Linked DNA regions of Mus musculus: region 1 is linked to region 2. Evidence: chromatin contacts called from public promoter capture Hi-C data. All regions are on one chromosome and are shown on one strand. The core of a region is the stretch at or near the end of the contact, and the rest is flanking DNA. Distances in the headings are between cores, read along the strand shown. Region 1 holds the start of Coq8b (coenzyme Q8B). Region 2 holds the start of Erf (Ets2 repressor factor).

Region 1 (5,506 bases), core at 1,951-4,450, 2.0 Mb before region 2:
CTTCTGCTTCCACTCTCCTCTTATATACTTTTTGGAGACAAGCTCTCATGTATAGCCCTGGCTGGCTTAAAACTGGCTATGTAGACCAGGTTGGCCTAGAACTCACAGAGATCTGCCTGCTTCTGCCCAAGTGCTGGGATCAAAGGCCTGTGCCACCATTCCAGACCTTGACTCTTTCACTGTCACCATCTCTAGCATGCAGCTGGCATTTGCCAAGTATGCAGTGTGCTCCTGTATGACTGCCAGTGTGTCTCACGTGTTCGTTATGGTCTGACCTCCCCTCTCCAGCATAGCTGCAGCCATTCTGTCCCATTCTTGCCAGCTATTTCATAGTGTTGCTGTAACATGCCTGCCAGTCATTGACACAGACTTGGCTCTGAGCAAGGATGTGCTGACCACACACCCTGTTTTGTTCTGTGTGAGGTTTGCTAATTTTAAGAAATTCCACAAAGTTTTACATAAGACCCATCAAATCAAAGGTCAACATGAACTGTCATGTGTAAAATATAGTCAGAGCTGACCACTGGGCTGTACTTCCTGCACTTGCATATGAACTCATTTTGGTTTTGTTTTTTGGTTTTTTTTCCCTTTATAAGCTGACAGAAAAAAAAATCTGTTGCCATAGTTCAGATATTATGATAGGGCAGTTTACTTAACTTCTCTGAGCCTCAGTTTCCCTTTCTGCAAGATGTGAGCTTTCCTGTCAAACAGGTTTCACAGGGGGGGGGGGGTGAGAACGAAACGCATTAACACTGTTGGTTCAGGAGTGGCCACACCAACCACCAACTGTATGAACACTGATCCAAACACTTGGAAGGAGGAGTCGGGATTGGGGCTTTGAGGCCAGGCCAGGTTACAGGAGATATCATCACAAAAAGCATGTTTGTGCTGGGGAGTGTTAGGAGTGTGCAGTGGTGCAGGCCTTTAATCCCAGCACTCGGGAGACAGAGGCAGGCAGATCTCTGAGTTCCAGGCCGGCCTAGCTGCAGACCAGCTAGGGCTGCATGGTAAGACTCTGCTTCAAAAACAAACAAATCATATGTGTATAAACACGTATGAGCCGGGCATGGTGCGCGCATGCCTTTGATCCCAGCACTCCGGGAGGCAGAGGGAGGCGGATTTCTGAGTTCAAGGCCAGCCTGGTCTACAAAGTGAGTTCCACGACAGCCAAGACTATACAGAGAAACCCTGTCTCGAAAAAAAAAAATTATTTATTTTTTATTTGTATTTTATTTATTTTTAATCCCAGCACAAAGTGAGTTCCAGGACAGCCAGGACTATACTGAGAAACCCTGTCTAGAAAAACAAAACAAAACAAACAAGCAAAAACACGTATGTATCCATATTCAACATTTATATTTTGGGGAGTGGGGGTGGGTGTTCGAGACACGGTTTCTCCGTGTAGCCCTGGCTGTCCTGGAACTCACTTTGTAGACCAGGCTGGCCTCGAACTCAGAAATCTGCCTGCCTCTGCCTCCCAAGTGCTGGGATTAAAGGCGTGTGCCACCACTGCCCATTATATTTTCTTATATGCTATTTTCTTTCTTTCCTCTCTCTCTTTTTCCTTCTTCCCTAGACAAGGTCTGTGATGCCAGGCTGGTCTTGAATTTGTGAGTGCAAGCAGTCCTACAGTAGTAACCGAGCAGGCAGCTGAGCCTCCAGCCATGCACTCCCAGGCTTGGCTTTTCAATCTCTCGGTGTTAGCTTCTCAAGAACAGGGATTACAATGGCCCTTTCCCTCTTTCTCTCTCCCTTCTTTACCTTTCTCTCCTTTAAACAGGGTCTCATGTAGTACAGGCGGCCTCAAACTCTCTATGTTGCCAGGAATGACCTTGAACCCTTGATCATCCTGTTCCCTCCTACCTACATCCCAACTGCTGAAATTCCAGGTGGGTGTCCTGGCCACCTCCTTTCCTTTTTGGAGGGTTGGTTGCAACACATTACTTTTTGTTTCATACATGTCTGAACAATCTTGCTGCGGAACCTAAAGTCCTGCCACCTCACCTCTCAGCCCCCACTCCTCCATCAATAGAAGAAATAAACACAGGCCTAGCCTACAAGACCTTGCTCACATCAGGTTCTCAATAAACAGTAAGGTCTACGTTCTGTTTTTCCTTGTCTCTCTCTCCCTCCTAACCCTGTCTTTGATTCACCCTTTCCCTTGCTTCACCTGTAAATGTTCTCTCTGATCGAGGTCACACCTACCCCCAAAGCTGGCCAAGCGACTGATGCGGGAGGCAGGCACCTTGCGTTCACGAGAGCGATCACTCAGCTGAGAAAGAGGAGAGGTGTGAGGTAGGGAAGGTGGACAAGATGGCAGAAAAGCCCTGCAGACTTGCTGCCACTTTCCTCAGACTATCATGGGGGAGGGGGAAGAGGAAGCAATGATACCTGGGGCCGGGGTGCCTTCCTGAGCCGGGCCTCCCGTGCCCTGCGAATGTCATCTTCACTGAGGCCTCTTCCAGGCTGGTCTTGATGAACACTTTGGGCCAAGCAACTCCTACATGGCCCCTGCAGAGAAGTGGATTTTAAAAGAATGAAGGTCTAATCCTTTTTAGACCCATCTACATCATTTTACCTACTCCCCACCCCCCTTCCCTCAACCTCTTTTCCTTGGAGGCCCCCTCCTCAGCCTCTTACCCACCAGTGGGGCCTAGGTCCTAGGGCCCCCCCACAGGGCAGACGAACAGCCCTGCCCAGCGGTCCACAGGTCCTGCGCAGCATGGCACCTAGCTCCAGCCACATTGCCTAAGAAATAATAAGGATTACAGTACTGGGCCTCCTGCTTTGCGCTCTTGTTGGAAAAGCCCCCCTAACCCCCATATCTTTTCCCCTTTTATTTCCAGGTTTCTTCTAGTTACCCCCCCCCCCCCAGCCCGCCCACGTTGCTAAGAACTCAAGTTTTCCATAAGCGCCTCCCCAATCCCCACAAAACTCCTCGCTGTTGCTAAGGTTCTCTCCCGTTGCTAGACGTCCACAGAGCCGCCAGGACAACTCTCTACTTCTCAGCGCCCCTTTCGTTGCTAGGCATCGCCTTACCCTGGGCTGTTAAGCATTCACAATTCCTGTGCTGCCCCCTGCCTAGACACCCCGTTACGACCCCGTTACGGGGCACCTCCCCCGTTGCTAAGCACCCAGTCCACCAGGTTTAGGCTCCAGGTCTAGCACCCGCTGGGCCTCTTAAGCTTCCGGGAACGTCCGCACACCCGCCCCCTTTGATCAGCTAGCCAATGGTAGCACAGCAGCTCGCCGACGTTTGCAAAAACTCACCCCGCTGAGGAGGCGTGGCAAGGGGTGGAACCTAGGCTAAGGCTCTGTGGGTCTTCTGTGTTAGTCGGTGCGCACGTGAGCTCATTGTACTGACCAATGGTCCTTCTTGACAGAATTCTTCTACCCTCCTTTGTCCCTCTCTGTCCCTCTTTGTCTCTGTCTCTCTGTCTCTCTCTCTGTCTCTCTCTTCTTGCGTCCACTTCCCACCTGCTGAAATTGCAGGTCTGAACCATTATATCCACTTACATTTCCGCCTGCCAAGCTCAAAATCTATCCTATGTATTTGGACATCCTCCCCCAACCCCTGCCACCACGGATGCACGAATCCAGGGCCTTGTGCATTCCAGGGACGATTCTTGACCACTGAGCCACAACCCTAGAAATCTTTTTTTTTTTAAGATTTATTTATTTATTATATGTAAGTACAGTGTAGCTGTCTTCAGACACCCCAGAAAAGGGCATCAGATCCCATTACAGATGGTTGCGAGCCACCATGTGGATGCTGGGAATTGAACTCAGGACCTCTGGAAGAGCAGTCAGTGCTCTTACCCGCTGAGCCATCTCGCCAGCCCCAACCCCAGAAATCTTTAAACACATATTCTTCCAAGCAAACATTTCCCTTGCACATGGAGCCTCTCCACTTTGTACCAACACCCACGTCCTGGCACCCAGCCTCCTTCCTGGCACATATAAATCCACTGCCTTGCTTAGGAACTCTTCTCTGCCTTCACCATGACTCCCCTTGGCGGCATACTGTGCCGGTGTTCCCTCCTGCAGTCTACTCTCCACTCTGCCTACTTAGGAGATGGCCCTCAGTGGGAACCCTGCTTCCTTAAGGCCTGACATTTCCCAGAACACACTCAGTCAAGATTCCCAGCGCTGAGTCAGGAGCCTTGGCATGAGAGAAAATTGACTCACTCCTCTTGCTGTCTGGAATAGAAACAGCTGGTGGCTGGGACATCTTTCCCACAATTGAAGAGATGTGTTCCTCACGGCACCCTACTGTCGCTGTCTAGCCCCACCCCCTTTGTTGGGAAAGTCTGTCCCTTTACTGTGTGACCTCAGAAGAGCCCTCCTCCTTCTCTGGACCTCATGTTCTCTAACTTGTATGATGTCTGAGGTGGGTTCCCGTATCTGACTTCTTATTAGCCTATGAAGAGATGACTCATCCTGAAACCTTGGGCCTGTGCCCAATGTCCCTCCAATGGGTGACTCAATTTCAAGATTGAAAGCACCTCCAGTCCTCTTCCAAAGGTGAGGGTCTGACTCAGGAGCTGCAGGCTGCTTGCCATAAGGGACAGGCTGAAAAATCACCTCAGTGGATAATCCCACAGGGCCACTGCTCACAGTGGCCTCGCACCACAAACTCCATGTATCTGAGTTCATTGCAGATGACATAAACAAGGGCAAGGAAAGGGTAGAACTTGAACTCAAAGCTCTCCCTGGTACACTGGGATCATGAAGGCAGCCATGGTGGTGCATGTCTATAATCCCTGCATTTGGAAGAAAGAGGCGGGGAAAGCAAGAATTTAAGGCTATCCTTGGTTTTGAGGCTAGACTGGGCTACTTGAGACCCTACCTCAAAATAAATAAGAGGAAAGCATGGAGCTGCAGGTATATGTCAGTGATACAGCATGTGTGAGCCTCGGCATTAGAAAACAAGAGGTATCAGGTGGTGATGGCACAGGCCTTTAATCCCAGCACTCAGGAGACAGAGGCAGGAGGATCTCTGTGAGTTCCAGGACAGCCAAGAATACAGGGAAAGTCTATCACACACACACACACACACACACACACACACACACACACACACACACACACACACACAAACCCCCAAGGTGCTGGAGTTGGGGCTCAGCAGTTAAGAATGCTTGCTTTTCTTCCAAAGGATCCGAGTTCAGTTCCTAGTGTCCAGGTAGCTTCAATTACCTGTAAGCTCAACTCCAGATCTGATGCCCCCTGCTGGTCGCCAAAGGCACCTGAATGCACCTGCACAGGCACACATGTACACATAAGTAATTAAAGAACCAACCAACCTTGAGGTAATGATCTAGTGTCAGAGCCTAGAACATAAGTCCTCTAGACATGAAATCATCTTCATTTATTTATTTAAAAATCTAAGACCCTGCCAGGCATGGTGGCGCACGCCTTTAATCCCAGCACTCGGGAGGCAGAGGCAGGCGGATTTCTGAGTTTGAGGCCAGCCTGGTCTACAAAGTGAGCTCCAGGACAGCCA
Region 2 (6,018 bases), core at 1,070-3,569:
AACTGACTAGGGTTGTCTGCAAGAGGTGCTCTTAACTGCTGAGCCACCTCTCTACCCTCCCTATTTTGGTTTCTTGAGACAGTGATTCATGTTTTAGCACAGGCTAGCCTTGAACTCTCATGTAGCCCAGGCTGGCTCTAAAATGGACCGGTCCTCTGGTTTCAGCATGAGAGCTGAGATTACAGGAGTGAGCTAGTGTGCATAGCTTTATTTAATTAATTATTGGTGCTGGCAGTGTAACAGGGACTCCCAAGCATGCCAAAGATACTGAGCTATTACCCCATCCCAATTATTACTGTACATTTATTTAGTTAGTTTTGTTTTTGTTTTTGGAGACAGGGTTCCTCTGTGTAGCCCCGGCTGTCCTGGAACTCACTCTGTAGACCAGGCTGGCCTCGAACTCAGAAATTCGCCTGCCTCTGTCTCCCAAGTGCTAGGATTAAAGGCGTGCGCCACCATCACCTGGCTATTACTGTACATTTATACCACAACCCAGTTTTTAATAATAATCTTTTATCTTTCAGGGCCTAAAAAATAGCCCCATTTTTACAGACGAGGCTTAAAGAGGTGATTTCCGTTGTTTTAGGTAAGAGAGTGGGTAGGAGAAGTAGGGTTGCCACTCAAGTCTGTTTTTGTTGTCAGGAAATGGGGACATGGGGTGTGTTACGGATCTATTTTAAACAGTGAAGTACAATGGCAAAACTGGAATTGTACAGATCAGGCCTTGAATACTGATCCCAGCACTTCCTTGCTATAGGACTTTGGCAGATTAATTTCCCCTGTAAGAAAGAGCCTTTGGTTCTTAATCTGTGGTAGGGGTTACAATAGCAGGCCCCTCATTGGGATTTTATGAGTATGAAGATGTTACAGACAATGCTTGGCTCCCAGCCTGGCACATCGTGAGCACTAAGAATTGAGAGCTGTTATTGTAACAATGATGATTATTGCTGGACCACGCTGCTCCCAGAGGGTTACAATATCCGTGGGGAGCTGCACTGTCCGTAGGCAAGGTTACATAATTCCCAAAGGGGTGACACTTCCCTGGAGGCCATGGTCTCCCTAAGGAGGAGGCATGAGACTTCTCTCTAGCACCCGTGAGCTGGTTTAAAGGCTGAATAGGAACCCAACAACGGAGAAGTTTGGGTTTGAAGCCTTAAGCACCTATAGCCTGAGCCAGATAGGCCTTCCCTCTTGCTTGCCGCATCTCACGGCTCTGATTCATCATCTTTTCAGTCTCCTAGTCCCCTATCTCTTCCTTTGGTAACTCCGGTTGGTTTATTTTTCATTATTTCCCTGAGACTGTTTAGGTTTAGTTTATGAGAATATAGCTCTGCTTCCCCTCTACCCAGTAGCAGGCTGCCTACCTGCATCCGATCGGTACCCCGATTTCCTGTTTCCCGAGCCTCAGGCTCCATCCATTCCTCCTATCTGCTGCAGCGAACACAGACTTAACACTTCCCCTACGCTCGGGCCTTTGGTCTTAAGCCCTGTCTTCCTCTCTCCTGGCGACCCCCAATGCTCCTCCGGAGCACATTTGTTCAGACTTGGGTCGCCCCCAGCATCCTGGCACTATCTCCGGAACCCCCTGCTCCAGTGTGGAGGTGGGGGTACCTCCGGCCGCGTTCCCAGGACAGCTGCAGCCTAAGGGACAGTGGTGATTGTGGGGGCTCCCGAATGCATTCTGGTCACTTCCTCCCCAGCTGGACTGGGTCTATCAGGAAGGCCAAGACCCCATCTCCACAGGAGTCGAGGGTACAGCCGCCTCCCCATTTCCGATGCTGGGAAATGTTTCCCACCCATTCCACCCCACCCCTGGACAGCTGCCCTCTTTCAGGCTCGGGGTTGAGGGGGTTGGGTAAACTCAGGCTGGGAAATGGCTGTGCTCTTGATCATCCTCCAAGATCCAGACTCCGCCCCCCTGCGGAGAAGACTCTGCCCCTTCCCCACAAAAATTTCTGATCGTCCCCCTTCATATAATTCCTTTCCTCCAAAAAGGTCCCAAAAGAAACTCTGGAGCCAGGAAAGGGCAGAAGAGAGGCAGCAGGTACTGAGTGCTGAAGACTTAAGTTCTTCTGACTTAGAGCCTCCAAGAAGGGTCGTGACCCCCAGGACCTCCCCAGCCCCTCCCTGCCCTTCCTCCCCCCCCCCCCCCCCCCGCCGCGCGGCCCCTTTAAGCCAAGAGCCGGCCGGTCCTCAGTGGCTGCGCGCCGGCAAGCGTGTGTGAGTGCGCGGGAGGGGGCGGGCACAGTGTCTCCATGGCGACGCGGCGGTGACGTCGCCGGCCGGGGGGCGTGGGCGTCCCGGCCCCGGAGTGCGATATTAACCCGGGAGGCGGCGGCGGGGAGGGGAGAGGCTCTGAGAGGCGAGGCCGGGTGCGGCGGCGAGGGCGTCCCAACGGGCGCGGGACGGGACGGGGCAACGCGGGCGCCAGGAGCAGCGGCCCGGAGTTGGGGCGCCTTGCCCCGGGCCCCCCAGCATGAAGACCCCGGCGGACACAGGTGGGGGCGGGGGCAGCACGTGTGGGGGAGACTTGTTGCCCCGGGAAACCGGGAGGGAAAACTTTGGGTGGGGGCTGAAGGGGTTCTGGGGAGCCCGATTGATACCCAGTTCTTGGGGACCCCCAAGCACTCGAGACCTGTTGCTTCTAGAGGCGCGAGCTGGGGTGCTGCCTGGGAGCCCCAATTCTGTGGATCCTTTCGGAATGGTATGGGTGCTGCGGGTGCTGGGCTTTCCCTTCCCGGACTCGGCAACCTGGGTTCTCCCGGGATCACTGGGGTGGCAGAGTCCCCTCCCTGTCGTTCTGTCACGTTGCACTCCGGGGGCCGGGACGTGTGCGGTGCGAGGTGGGGGTTCTGTACAGGGACCCGCTATGCTCGGTTCTGCGCTGCGCGGTCCGGCCCGTGACCTTCACGGCAGCGCGTGCCCAGCACCCGGTGAGCGGGATACGGGATGGCCTGGAGCTGGGCGTGAGAGGGGAACACGGGACTCGGGGTCCGGGCTGCACCGCCCCTCCCCCGTCCGTCTCCTCGCTCCCCCGCCCGGACTGAGTCGCAAAGTTCCAAAGCGCAGCCCGAACGTTCGAAAAAGGAACTTTTTGTTTCCGACCTTAGAACGCGCGGCTTTAAGGTGGCTCAGGGGAGACTTGGGTACCCTCCTCCGGCGCGGGCGGAGGCTGGGAGTTGAGGAGGGTGGGAAAGATGGGGGGGGGGGGGGGAATGCAGAGGCTCTCCCTTCGTCCTTCCCCCTCCCCGATCCTGCGCTTCTTTCAGCGGGCCGTCTTTTCCCTCCGCCCCTCTCTTCCCCGCCAAGTTGCTCCTCCTTAAGGGGCCAGGATTCCCCTCCCCCCCCATCGCCGGGCGGGGGGCAGCAGGATTAACCCCCCCTCCCACTCGGACTTTCCCCCTTCCCCTCCCCCGCCGCCCCCGGGCTCGCACAGGCTGGACTTTGCGCCCGGGCGCGCGGGGGGAGGGGGCCTCGCCGCCCCCTGCCCGTCTGCCCCGTCGGAATCCGGCCCGGGGCGGGGACGAGGGGAGGGGGAAGGGGGCCGGGCGCCGCTGTTCAAACTTGTTTCCTTCCCCCGGCGGCGGCCGCGGCTCCGGCTCCTATGTGCGGGTGTGTGCCCCGACCGGCCCACCCACCCCACCTCCCTGCTCGGCGGGTGGGGGCGGCTCTTAAAGGGCTCGGAGCAGGGCTCCGGCGCCAGGGGATTGGGGCCAAGGAAGGGGGTCGGGAGTGGGGTAGGGGTGTGCAGTGCCATAGGGTCAGTCACGTGCGTCCCACTTACTCCCCACTCCCCGACTCCCACAGGCTCGTGAGCTGCCGGGCCCTGGGGGCAGCAGGAGCCTCGCCTCACCGGGGAGGGGACCAAGGCGCCCAGACAACCCCGCCTTGTCTTCCCTCTATGTTACGGGCCTTGGCTTGACGGAACCTGTAGGGCCACTGCAACCCTGTCTGGGGTCCCAGTCATGTGTAGATTCTCAAGGGAAGGCGAGAGACCAGAACGGCCTCGAGGTCGGTCTGTTTCTCCGACTGCTGGCCACTGCTAGCCCTTCCATCCGATCCTCCATCCCGGCGTTTTTCTGCTCCGCCGTGGCTGTTTCCCACTTCCTGTTTTCTTCCCGGCTCTGGCGCCATCGAGGTCTGCCTGGAGTGGGGGAGGTGTTGAGGCCCCCCGGGAGGCAGATGTATTTTTCCTCAAACCCCCCCCCCCCAATCTGACCCCTATATTCCCATAAAAAGTTTAGGCAGTCATGTTAAGTTGGGGATTGTTTCCCAGAACTTATGTCCCGACCCAGGCTTGCACAGTCTGGGATATCCAGGTGTGCCTTCTGGGACCCAGCCATCATGTCCTTCCTGTCTGCAGCTACCTCTACACCCTGTCTGCGTTTCTGGAGCCCTTCTCTCAGTGCAGCTGCTTTCTTAAAGCCTCACTGGACCCCCATGCTCGAGAGGTCTTGCACCCTCAAGCTTTCTTGCTGCAGAGCTGGTGTTTCCGTGATTTAAGCACGTGGACCCGTATACAACACACACATGGTCTCCTTGCCCGTGCCTGGCTCCTGGCTCCAAGGCCTGGGGAACAGAGCCCCATTGAGACACCCTGACGTCACCCCCACTCCGTCCCCTCCCCAAAGCTGGGAACAGGCCCTCGTGTATGCTGTGTCCGATGAGGAAAGCCGGTACTAGGGTGGTGCTGGGGTGGGCCTGGGCATGAGGAGGGGTCTCTGCCAGAAGTAGAAGCCAGGGTCCAGGCCCTGGGGGTGGTGTTTCCCAGGAAGGAGGTTAGCAAGGGGGCCTGGGACAGCTCCCAGAATGCGTGCTTAGGCCTTTCCAGAGCCCCCCCACCTCCTTTCCGAGTTCCCTTTGTGTTGCATGTAGTCTCTCTCACTCCCTCTCTTCTGCAAAGTTTATTTTTAGCCTCCTGCTCCCCCGCTCCCAGGACTGTCGCTGCACACACGTTGCCTGGTTACCGGGACACGGAGGCTGGGGCTGGTGGGCTGGGAAGGGTGGCTTTAATTTTGGGGGGAGGGTGGAAGTCAGTACACCCCTCCACCTCCGGACTGATGTCTTAGGGGCCTTAGCCCCCCTCTTGGGACAGGGAGCCAGGTTGGAACTGAGATAAGAGAGTCTGTGGAGCTTTGTGCCCTGAAGGGAGCCAGGAGTTTTTTTTGGAGGTAGTTCCACGGTATATGGAGGGGTGACTTGATGACTTGGGTTCCCAAAGACCTCAGGACCCTAATGGATAATGCAGGGCCTTGGTTCCCTATAGCAGGACAAGGATGCTGGGATGAACAGCTGGGTTCTCAAGAGAAGGATGAGGCTGTGGATGCTGGGGTCCTTAGAAGGGGTTGTCAGGGGCTGTCACCGAGGACTGCTGGGCCAGGACTCTGGGCCCAACATCCTACACAGCTGGAAGCCCTGTCCTGGAACCTGGCAGTGGCTGGCTGGTTTGAGATGGGGATTTCTGAATGGGGCATGTGGACTAAGGAGTGTTGAGCAGGCCATCCCTTTCTACCTAGCCCAGGGTTCGACTGCCTGCCTGTTCAGGGGAACACTGGGTTATGCATTGGGAAAGGTGGTTTCTGAAGGAGGAAAAGGACCACTTTTGGATTTCAGATTGGGGGTTGAGGCTTCGGGGAGACTGAATCTCGCACAGAGTCTTGCTTGCTTTCTGTTTGAATTGGACCCCGCCCATTTTTAACCATATACCTTGGTCTTCCTTCTATAGTGGCTCCCGGGCCCCTGATCTGCCTCCCCCCTTCCGTGCCTTCCTCCCCTTTCCCTCCTCCCACCCCTCCATTACCGGCTGCCTAGTGCTGAATTATTGATGGCCCCTGATTACCCGGGGGTTTGGGAAATGACAACAACCGCAGCCCCCCCACCCCAGGCTGCCCACCCCCTCCAGGGACCAAGTCAGCCCGCCACCAACCTCCACCCAAGGTTAATGCTGGGGGCGGGCCAGCAGGTGGGCTGAGAGTTAGCCAAGGATGAGAAGGCAGAAGAGGCAAGAAGATGACAGTC

The links. Promoter capture Hi-C pulls out the DNA fragments that hold promoters and counts their contacts.
Region 1: a contact with region 2 is called in a promoter capture Hi-C map of cranial neural crest. The contact joins the promoter of Coq8b here to the promoter of Erf in region 2. A contact is called at or near these places in 1 of 39 promoter capture datasets (cranial neural crest) and 1 of 9 other capture datasets (adipose tissue).

Annotation. Positions count from the first base shown.
Region 1 is chr7:27,230,707-27,236,212 of GRCm38.p6, reverse strand. It overlaps Coq8b (coenzyme Q8B), which reads right to left and starts at 3,200. Exons shown (of 15, transcript NM_133770.2): 1 at 3,040-3,200; 2 at 2,641-2,748; 3 at 2,392-2,511; 4 at 2,206-2,272. The coding sequence starts at 2,745.
Region 2 is chr7:25,247,059-25,253,076 of GRCm38.p6, reverse strand. It overlaps Erf (Ets2 repressor factor), which reads left to right and starts at 2,319. Exons shown (of 4, transcript NM_010155.3): 1 at 2,319-2,498. The coding sequence starts at 2,477.